2 separate regions of the Mus musculus genome follow, and region 2 is linked to region 1. A link is a contact called in public HiChIP or PLAC-seq data. All regions are on one chromosome and are shown on one strand. Each heading gives the region's core, a stretch centred on a gene start, on an enhancer-like site or on the middle of the called end of the contact. The rest is flanking DNA. Distances are from core to core; before and after follow the strand shown.

Region 1 (5,250 bases), core at 1,073-3,572:
AGCCTAATCAATACACCCCAGCCTTCCTTGGAATTGTTTTATTGTTTTATTTTTGCACCATAGTGAAAGTCAAAGACGTCTAATTACTATGCGATTAAAATAAGCTTAAAGTGGTCGTTTTTAAAAGGTAATTCACAGTGTTTCTGAAGATATATCTAAGAGCTACTGCTCTTGTTTAGCTTTGCAAAGTGCTGGTGTTTATCCTTAGAACTCAGGCAGGGTGCGAGGAGAGGGAGATACAAAATAAAAATTGATAAATGAATGTGTGAATGTGTGTTCACTATGCCATAGGCAGTTTCTGGTTATAAAGATTACAAGAATCAACTTCCAAAGCACATGCATTGGACCAATATTTCTAACCAGAGAGACATAAAGAAAGCTATGGCTATATAAGACTTTGTGGTTAAAGACAACTTAGCAAAACAGCCTTTACTTTGGCAAGACTGAGTCCTCTGTGGACTACAAACATATATGCTAAACAACCTATTTAGGGAAGACAAGAAAGGAACATTTTTGAATTTGAAGGTCTGACTAAAAAGATCTTCTCTTTGAATTTTTGAGCTGTTGGTCTCTCAAGGGAATGGTACATTTGGAATGAGACCAGACTGCAAAATCAGACTATATGTTATCTCCTTGAAGCTCTGGGAAATTAATAGCTCCTTGATCTGAACCTTTAAGCAAGTATCCCCAAAACAATATTCAGAGCATTCTTGTAATTGGTCTGGATTTGATTTTCTTTGAAATTCTGAATGATTCATGTTACATATTTTTATAGTAGTCATTCACAATTTATAAATGGCAACTTAACTTCAGTATTTATGAACTACAATCAATACTGTCGCAATCAAAATACTCACCTTCTCTATTTCAACGGATTGTTTTCCTTTGTCCCTCTTAACTCTGCTCCAGAACTGCTAGATCAGAACCAAAACTGATCGTAACTTGTGGATGTTTGTGAAAGCAGTTCAGACAAAAGCAAGCTTTGAGATTCTAAAGCTGGAGATGAGAAATTTAGAATGGGGGGGGGGAGGAGGAAGAGGAGGGAGAGGAAGAGGAGGAAGAAGAGAGAGAGACAAAGAGACAGAGAGAGAATATTTAAACAAACATCATTCAATCTGGTATAAGTTCTTGCCTAAGTTCAGCTTCTATGAATAGGAGACTTTATACATATTAGCAATGCTATTTGATTTGAAAAAAATATCAAATTGCTATTTGGAATTTTAGTAAGATGAACAGAAGTGAATTAGACACCAAAGCTAGGGACATTAAGGGACATTGGATTACCTTGAATGTGGGCTGTGATAGGAGATGGTTAAAAGGTAGAAGTCTAAACACTGTTCAACCAGATTTCAGTTTCATGGAGCTGCAAAACATGTCTTAAGAGAGGCTTGTTCCCTCCTTCGAGACACTGCCTCTCTCTCCACCGGCGTCTGCTTTTCTTCTGAAACACTTTCATAATCAAGTGACTTTCCTTGCATGGGTGCCTGGGGACAGCGGGGATTTCTCTGAGGATGAAGAAAGTTACATATTGATTACAGTTGCTTGCGGCGTGTTTGCTCCCGAGCTAGCTAGCACAGACAGATCTCTAACACTGCACTTTCCTGGCGTTCACCGAAATAAACATCCCACCGTGAGAAAACGCGTACATACACCACACACACACACACACACACACACACACACACGCTCTCTCTCTCTCTCTCTCTCTCTCTCTCTCTCTCTCTCTCTCTCTCTCTCTCTCTCGCTCTCTCTCGGGCGCGCGCACGCATGCGCGCGCACGCACCCACTCCGCACCTCCAGATGAGTGCACAAGGAGTCAGAAAATCCGCAACTCCCTTGGCCCAGTGTTTGTGTGTGTGTGTGTGTGTGTGTGTGTGTCTGTGTGTGTCTGTGTGTAAGCTGACGACGTGGGTTGGTGTGTGGACTAGAAGGCACCAGGAAGACCGCAGCTGCCTCTCTCTGCAAAGTATACGGTGATTCCCCACGCCTGGCTTTACATCCTATCCCCAGTTGAAATCAAATCACTGCCAAACTTTTCTCTTTCTAGAGGAAGACACCCTCTAAACACCAGGGCTACCACGGCTCAGCCCTGGGCGCCGCCGCCGAGACTTAGCGCGGGCTCTGCGGGCCTTGATGCTCTCCGGTCGGACTCAAGCTAGTCAATGACTCTAAAGAGCTGGGGCTGCTGGCCCCGCCCCCGCCTGCCGTTTCTCCGCCTCCCATTGGGCGTGGGCCGAGAAGGCAGGGTCTGGCTCCCCACGCCGATTGGCTGGCAGAGAATCAGTATCAATGTTTAAGCGGCGGCGTGAGGTGAATAGAGTCAGTCAGCAAGAGACGCTGGGGAGAGAATCCGGACTGCGAGCCCGGCGGCTGCCGCAGCGGAGGAGGGCGGCTCGGAGACGGTACTCCAACTGTTGAATTGAATTTTTCACCTTCCATTTCCTCCGCGTCTTGGCTGGCGGAGATGGATTTATTCGGTTTGAAACCTGCACGTCTTTCTCAGGCTTTGGGGTGATCCTGACAGGCACCGCACTAGACTGAAAGAGACCACTCGTGACAGAAAAAAAAAAAAGGAGGAATTAAAATTTAAAAAAAACCTCCACAACAGACTGCACAATTAGCTATGCACACCGATGCTGGACTTTGTGAACAGAGACCGTTGGGAGGAAAATCTTGAACTATGATCCTGGGCTAAGCTGTGAATCATTACTGGAAACGTGCCCCCACCCCTAAGACTGAGAGATTTGGGGGCATCTCACGCCTAACCAAGTGGAAAGGTTTTTTTTAAAAAACAAATAAATATTCGTAAGCAAAGCAGACGCCTTGTTTTGCAGAGCCTCGGACTCCGGCCGAAAGAGGTAGAGTAAAAGTGTTCCTGGATTCAGCTTTGCCTTCCTCCCCCCACGCTTTTTCTCGTTTTTCTTCCCCCACCCCCGACGTGATTCCGGCTTTTTTGTTGTTGTTGTTTGTTTTTTTTTTGTTTTTGTTTTTGTTTTTCCTATTGAGTGGTCAGAGAAAGCCTTAAGAAGAAGCCTCAACTAAGGACTGCGAAGGGAGGACCGTGAGGGGAGAGTGAATACGATTCGTTCCGCTGCTTCTGACTCATCCCGCAGATGAGAACACCTGCATTTCTGGATGTGTCATTCCCGTATACCGAGGCGCTGGGAGAAGCGGAAATAATGTGTAGATCAACCCGTGCCTAACCTCCCCTCGGAGGTGGAGGAGGTAGTTTCCCCGGGTGGGCGCCCTGGCAGAACCGCGGTGGCTGCAGCTCCTCACCCTCTCTGCCTTTCCCAAGTCGACCAGAGACCGTGTGTGAGCCAGACTGCAGAATGCATCACGCCAAGCCTTGATGTATTCCGTCGACTCTACTCCTCCAATTTAAAATAATAATAATAATAAGGGGGGAAAAAGCCTACACTGTTATTCTCTTCAAATATTCACCACTCTTGTTCCTCGCCAAGGTTTTCCTTTCTAGATGAAAAGGAGGCTGGGCCACTGGAAGGAGGTGCTGAATAGAAAGAAAAGAGAGCCACTTGACAGCCCAGCCCTGTGAATGCAGAGACTGTTTCCCTTCTAGCGAGAGACAGGGCAGTGTGTGTGTGTGTGTGTGTGTGTGTGTGTGTGTGTGTGTGCTAGGACTGGGAGGGTAGCTCCCTCCTCCTTTCTAGTCTGCCCTCCCCCCTCCCCCCCCCCCTCAAATCTGCACGTCTAACCATGAGTTGCCTGTTGATTTCCTTTCGCCTGGCAAGAAAAGCAAACTGGAATTAAACTGCAGGGAGAGAAGTCTTTGCTTGCTGGAAGAGGATGGGATGGTAGTGGCGGCTCCCGGATTGGCATAGAGACACACCAGAGTGTTCTACGAACAGAGGCGGAGATATATCTCTATATTTTTCTCCTCCCAATAGGCTCTCGGCGCAAATGCTGATCAGGCTGTGGCTTTCTTGATTTTGGGGGAGAACCCTCTCCGAGGAAGAGAGGGAGGAGCTTGGTAGGGGGAGGAAACTACAAATCGGGACACTTTTTTTTCCTCTGCATTTCCTCCCCTCCCTCTGGCTGCTCGGAAAGAAGAGAGAAAAAGAAGAGGGAGAGAGAAAAAAAGACTTGGCTCGGAGATGCAGTCCGCTGCCGCCGCCGCCTAAACCAGCAAGGCAAGATTAGATCTTTAAATGCAGCAATACACTGCCTGAAAGCCGAGCATCCTGCATAGCGAGCAGACATTTCTCCGTGTGCCAGGGCAGCCTCAAATATACATATGTATCTGTGACTCTTTCTTCGTCCCTATTCATTCCCATCAATCGCATCACCGAATAAGAGTAACTAAAGGATTCCACTTTCTGATCTGCCTGGAGACACACCTCCCGAAGCCCTCCCCCACCGGATTTGAAGAGTATTCTGTAGGCTGCCGGAGGGAGTGGATTTTGCAGCGCCTAGCGGGAGTGAGGAAAACCAAGCAATTCTTCAGCTCATTATCATCTCTTCCAGACTCCGATTTCCTTTTTATCGCCAGCCTCATCACGCAAGTTTGAACCTCCCGAAGTCCAGGCGGGAGAGACAAAGCCTTTAGCTTGCCTTCAGCCGCAGGGAGTCGCCGCCTGGCTCCGAGCTGCTGCAGCTTCGCTGCGCGGCTGCATCTCTCCCAGTGCGAATGCTGTAGATCAACAGGTTCGGGCAACTTGAGCGGAATAAGGAGAGACTGCCTGGTGCCGCAGCCCGGGTGCGGAGGGAAGGAAAGACTCGCAGACTTGTGGCTCGCTCCGAGCTCGTACGCTCCGCCCCGGTTCCAGACTGGCGCGCACCCACCAGCTAGCACCTCCAGTCCGGCTGCTCCTGTTCCCACCCCACCGGTCTGGGATGTACCTTTCCATCTGTTGCTGCTTCCTTTTGTGGGCCCCTGCCCTGACACTCAAAAACCTCAATTACTCAGTGCCAGAGGAGCAAGGGGCCGGCACGGTGATTGGCAACATCGGCAAGGATGCCCGACTGCAGCCCGGGCTTCCGCCGGCTGAGCGCGGCAGCGGCAGCGGGAGGAGCAAGTCTGGCAGTTACCGGGTGCTGGAGAACTCCGCACCGCATCTGCTGGACGTGGACGCCGACAGCGGGCTCCTCTACACCAAACAGCGCATCGACCGTGAGTCCTTATGCCGCCACAATGCCAAGTGCCAGCTCTCCCTAGAGGTTTTCGCTAACGACAAGGAGATTTGCATGATCAAGGTAGAGATCCAGGACATCAACGACAACGCTCCCTCT
Region 2 (5,250 bases), core at 1,007-3,506, 860 kb after region 1:
GAGAGAGAGAGACAGAGAGAGAGAGACAGAGACAGAGACAGAGAGAGACAGAGAGAGACAGAGAGAGACAGAGAGAGACAGAGAGAGACAGAGAGAATGGCCATTCATACCAGGGGATGAAAATGAAGATAGGGTTTAGGGGAGTGGTCCCAGAAGCCAAAATCAAGAGCCTAAATCGAGAATTTGGGGTGAAATGGTCTTATTTTACTGAGGCCTCCAAATGTTCATCCTGAAATTCACAAGAGAAAAGCCAGTTCCACAATTTTTGAGCTAAACTTGCAGCAAGTTTTAATTAAGTACTTTCAAGGAAAATGAATTCTGCTTAGTTCCACACCTGTGTGAACATTGGCATTTTTAAGGCCACAACCCAGAGTTCATTGCATTTTCAATCAGATCCAATCAGGGGCAAGCATATAACCTGATGATTTTCCTGCCTTCCTACCTCTTGGTAACATGTGATCAAGCACATCTGGTGCATGTTTGTCAAATCAGCTTGTTTAGGGGAACAAAAACCGAGTGGCGCTTTATTTCCCAGGCATTACAGTTCCCAGTGTTCCCGGAAGTTACATTGTCCTGGGGCTGTGGGGCTTACACATTAACTTTAGCTCTTACAATATGGCTTACAGTATTCTGTCCTAATTTTCTTAACAATATTATTTGAAGAACTATGTTTTCTAGCTAATATTTTATTCTTTATTCTATATTGTGGAGAACCTTTGGGGGTCGCTTCTAGACACTTGGCAGGAATTTGACATTGGGTCAGGACAAAAGAAATAAGTTCAAAGCAGGAGTCTGACTTTGGTCCAGGACTCAGAAAACTAGTCCCAGATAAAGAACATTTACTTTTGAGTTAATGCAAAGCTCAGAGCAGGCTCAGCTGAGGCATGTTTCCTTTTCTCTTCGCCATCCTGACTAGCCCCTAGAAAAGTGGTTTTGGGATTTTGTTTATTGCCTTGCTCATTTTTTGACCCAGACCTGATCTTATTATTCTGCATATACTTAAAGTAGTATAAAAAACAGACTGAAAAAAATAAACCCACTTCAGCCTCAAAACTGCCCAGGGTCATGCTACAGTGCTGTCTAATTGTCTTTTTTTCTTTTTAATTCTCACTCCTGCCCTGGAGAACCAGTTGACTGGCTGAGCTGGCTTGGTCACTATATACTTGAAATAAATATAAAGATTTTTACAAAATAAAATATAAAAGATTAAATAAATTCAATACAAGAATTTTAAAATAAGTGGAAAAACAATAAAATAGTAACTAACATTACAAAACAAATGTTTACCAGATAAAAATACATAAGTCAAATAAATATCAGCTTCTAGACAATATTATTTTATTTTGATCTTTAAGTCAGTAGGATAAAATAAAGTACCCAGTATGTATGATATAGTTAAGAGGAGTATTGTTAATAGAGTCTAACTTTTTCTCTTCTATATGACTGTATATAATTTACATGTCCAGATATGAAAAATACTTATGTTCCCTTTACTAATGGTAATAAATTGACTGAGAAGAATTGAAAACAAAGTGAACTTGTTCACCCAAGTAGTATCCCAATCTCTGAGAACCTATGACAGAGAAGTTAGTTTGAGTTTGAAGATACCTAAGGGCTATCTCACATTAATCTCTCATTGGTCTAAAAGAAAAAGAGAACTAGCAAAGAAAGATTGACACAGCCATATCTAATGGGATCAGCAAAAGTCATAAAGCCTGCACAGCTGCTTGACAAAGATCCAGCAAAGCTGAACCAAGTGATGCCCTTGCTGTCATGCTGTCTTCCACTTGGCCTTGATCTCCACATGTTGCAGGCTTGGGGCGCTTTTAATATTTGTACAACTTGGTGATATTGAATTGATGGAAAATTTCTTATGAATCATTTCTGCTTTCTCTCAGGAGTACTGCTTCTAAGCTTCCCCAGAAAAATTCGGAACATATTATACCCCTCCTGCTTTTAGGGAGTATTAAGACTCAGGGGAGCCTTACCTTATGGGGACCCCCTGAGTGAACTAAGTGGAGCCAGGATCAATGCAAAAAGCAAGAGGAATTTATTGTTTCACTGCACTGGGGTCATCCCAGACGGGAAGGACCCAGCACACAGACGGCAAGTTTTTGTATGGTTTCCAGGGGCAGAATAGAGCATCAGCAACTAGGCACAATGATTGGTGGAACAGTGCTCCCTTTAAACCGATTGGTCTTTAGGGAGTGAGGCAACAAAGTCTTGTCTGAAGGTGGGCAACAGTAAGTCCTGAAGAATGTGTCCCCACCCAAAGGTTGGTTCCTGCCCCCTGGTCAGAGAAATGTTAATTAGCCTCTCCCTTCCAGAGAGGCAAGTGTTTTATGACCTTCCCATCACCTTGCCTGGCCCTACTTGAAAGTCTTCCTTACTACCCAGTGGTTACTGCTCAAATAAAGACATCAGAACTCTCCTTATGAGACTCTGACTGAAAGATACTCTCCAAACATCTGCCCGCATACTTACTCAGCAACATGATAATCAAAATATCAGAATAAAGTAAACTTTAAAATGTAAACAAATTTCAGTGGGCTAGAGAACTTGGCAGCAGATCAAATTAAAAGCCTCTTCCCACAATATGCTCAGGTGGTTATATGACATATAAAATTTGGGGCCACATGTGGTATGCCTCTCAAAGAAAAGATTCAGCAACAACGTTAGATTCGCGGGAGGTATATTTGTCTTACACTGGGGCTTATAGGGACGAACAAAGAATGTGTGTGGATACATGAATACATAAAGGAATGTACTAAGATCCCCTTTTCTTAGAAAAGTTAGCTCATGCAGACCAAGGTAAAAAAGAATACCAAAACTACATATAAAAATAAATTCCACATATATATAAATTATATTTTTGACATAACTGGAATAATCACTGCAATAACTTTGGCCTCAAGTTGTTTGGGGGGGGGGGGTCTAATGCCCATTAAAAGTGATAATACTCTGCTTGGGACATGACTGCCCAGTCTGGCTTGGAATTTTTTTTTTTTTTTGAAACTACAAGGGCTACTAATGGTGAAAACATGTTGACATGTTTTGGTAGAATATACCTCTAGATTCTTAAAAGTTGGGATATGGGTTGATGTGAGAAAAATATTGTAAGATGTAACTCTCATCTGTCATGGTTTGTCAATGATGACTATACTTGTGACCAAGTGGAAGTTAAAACACTTGTCAGGGGGCAGAAATATTATGATCTATGTTTTTTGAAACAATGTAAATCTAGCCTACCCTGTTGAGTTCTGTATGAATGAAGAAGCACCTCACCTGCCACTCATTCAGGCTGCAAGATTTTCACCGAATTCCTTGCTTGATTCAGTTGTCCTTTGCTACGCCCCTCCTTATTTCCTCTGTGGGACCTGGCCATTGCCAGAGTTGGCCCTCTGCAAAAGATTTAATAATAGAAAACAATAATAAGCATTTTTGTTAAGATAGTTAACATAGGTGTTAACAATAATTACATTCTTATCTAATTTTATAAATAAATCAATATTTGAAAAGAAGAACATGTCTCTCTGCTCTCACGATAGGTACCTCCATATCCGGAAAAGAGTCGGGACAGTGAGCACCAACCACTAACGTGTTCCTCTGTTGAGTGGCAGAGGGCATTTATTGAACAAGAAGCTCTGAGGTTTCTAGAATATTATTTTAATGGATGTCAGAATTTGATAAGATACACTTTTCCAAAAGATGTTTGAGTATTTCTCTTGTCAAAGAATATTCATAAGGGCATTATCAAGTGTCACTCAGGCAAAGACATACAGTACATGTTTGGAAGTTGAAATCTAAATTAAGGGGATCTTTTAAAAAATATTCTCACTTCTAACCAGGTATCCTATAGAAGAACTGTGAAACTGAAAAAAAAAAAAAGTTAAGTGTAAATGTTTCACTTATAGTCTCTTTATAGCAAAAAAAACTTGAATTCAGCAGAAATTTTATTCCATATGTACTTGCTTAAAAATTATGATATTGACATTATTCTTATTAAAATTATTAAGCTTACAACATGTAATTACATCGATATTAGAAGAATATCACTGCATAATTAAATAAATACAATGTGTTCTTTGAATATGCTAATATGATTATTTCTGAAAAACATTCAGATAATGTTCATTTTTAAAATACTCATATGTTGTGAAGTCTTACTGCTTTGAAAAGAAATTCTTACAGGAAACATTCATTACACTTAAAGCACAAGCAGAGTGCTGTTCTTAGATTCACAAATATACAAAGACTATCTATGTGAATGTATTTTTAGGTAGCAATGCCTTAACGAAGTGGAGAATAGATTATACCTTTAAGGAAGAAGAAATAGTCTCTACATAATTCTAACTTGAAAAAGTTTAACGTGCTTGATGGCAGCATTAGCAACATTTTCTTTCATTTCCCTGTGAGACTAAAAGAAGAGGCAGCATATTGTTGCTGCTCTGCTCTTTCTTCTTCCTTGGGCTTTGATTGTAAGGCCAGTGTGCCTTTTTCATCTTCCTACAGATCTGACTGCAAAAATCTCTGAGGAAAGCTCTCTGTGCAGGAAATGATACGGTAAAAAGAAAGTTCTTCCATTTTCTATATAATTTTTTTTTCCTCTGTGAGTCTGTGATCAGACTCTGAGTTTTATTATGATTCCTGGTTGCCTACCAATTTTCTTTCACGAATTATAATTCCTGCCTTCTAAGTTGGTTAGGAGCACATAGCTGCAAACTAGAAGGACTTCCTTCTTTGAGTGTCCCTCTAATATTACATTATTTTCTTTAAATAAAGGGGGTTTTACAGTGAAATGAAAGATGAAATTATAGATGGATGTTTTCTTCGAATTTAATGAATACCAAGCAATCAGGGACACATTTGTTAAATGCCACTAAAACACAGAACACTATCTAGTATGAGAGCATGTAAACATGAAATTAGAGTTCCCGTTAAAATACACATAAAATGAGTGAGCAACAAAAATAGTTTATAGAGATCAAACATGATATACATCTCAGCAAAAGCAATACTATAACCTTAAAATAATCCAACTTATTTAGAAATGACGTTCGGGTAGCTGTGTATATTTAGGAGATTTTTTAAGTCTGTCTGTTCAATGTTAATAACAATAATCACTATCAAGTAATATTGCCATGAGGATCCAATAATGCCACAATATAGAGGAAAATGTTGACTATGACGACTATTGGCATATATTCATTCTAAAAGCTATAATGGAAGATAAGACTCATTAAATATGTC

What was found. HiChIP or PLAC-seq counts read pairs in DNA pulled down with a chosen protein or histone mark.
Region 2: a contact with region 1 is called in an H3K4me3 HiChIP or PLAC-seq map of embryonic stem cells, with 9 read pairs. The contact joins the enhancer-like site here to the promoter of Pcdh17 in region 1. A contact is called at or near these places in 4 of 39 promoter capture datasets (the C10 cell line, embryonic stem cells, frontonasal cranial neural crest and 1 more), 1 of 484 Hi-C or Micro-C datasets (embryonic stem cells), 8 of 115 datasets of contacts at active chromatin or transcription factors (acute myeloid leukemia, cardiomyocytes, craniofacial prominence and 5 more) and 1 of 9 other capture datasets (liver).

Annotation. Positions count from the first base shown.
Region 1 is chr14:84,441,241-84,446,490 of GRCm38.p6, forward strand. It overlaps Pcdh17 (protocadherin 17), which reads left to right and starts at 2,323. Exons shown (of 4, transcript NM_001013753.2): 1 at 2,323-5,250. The coding sequence starts at 4,855. Gm32498 (predicted gene, 32498) reads right to left here and starts at 2,164. Exons shown (of 4, transcript NR_168882.1): 1 at 1,285-2,164; 2 at 858-996.
Region 2 is chr14:85,296,930-85,302,179 of GRCm38.p6, forward strand. No RefSeq gene overlaps it. Among named protein-coding and RNA genes, the nearest start is that of 9630013A20Rik, 820 kb to the left of the region's middle. Within about 2 kb of position 2,257, at least 3 of the 459 cell types and tissues checked have an H3K27ac peak or open chromatin away from gene starts, as enhancers often do. A contact at or near this core is called in embryonic stem cells, where this site is marked.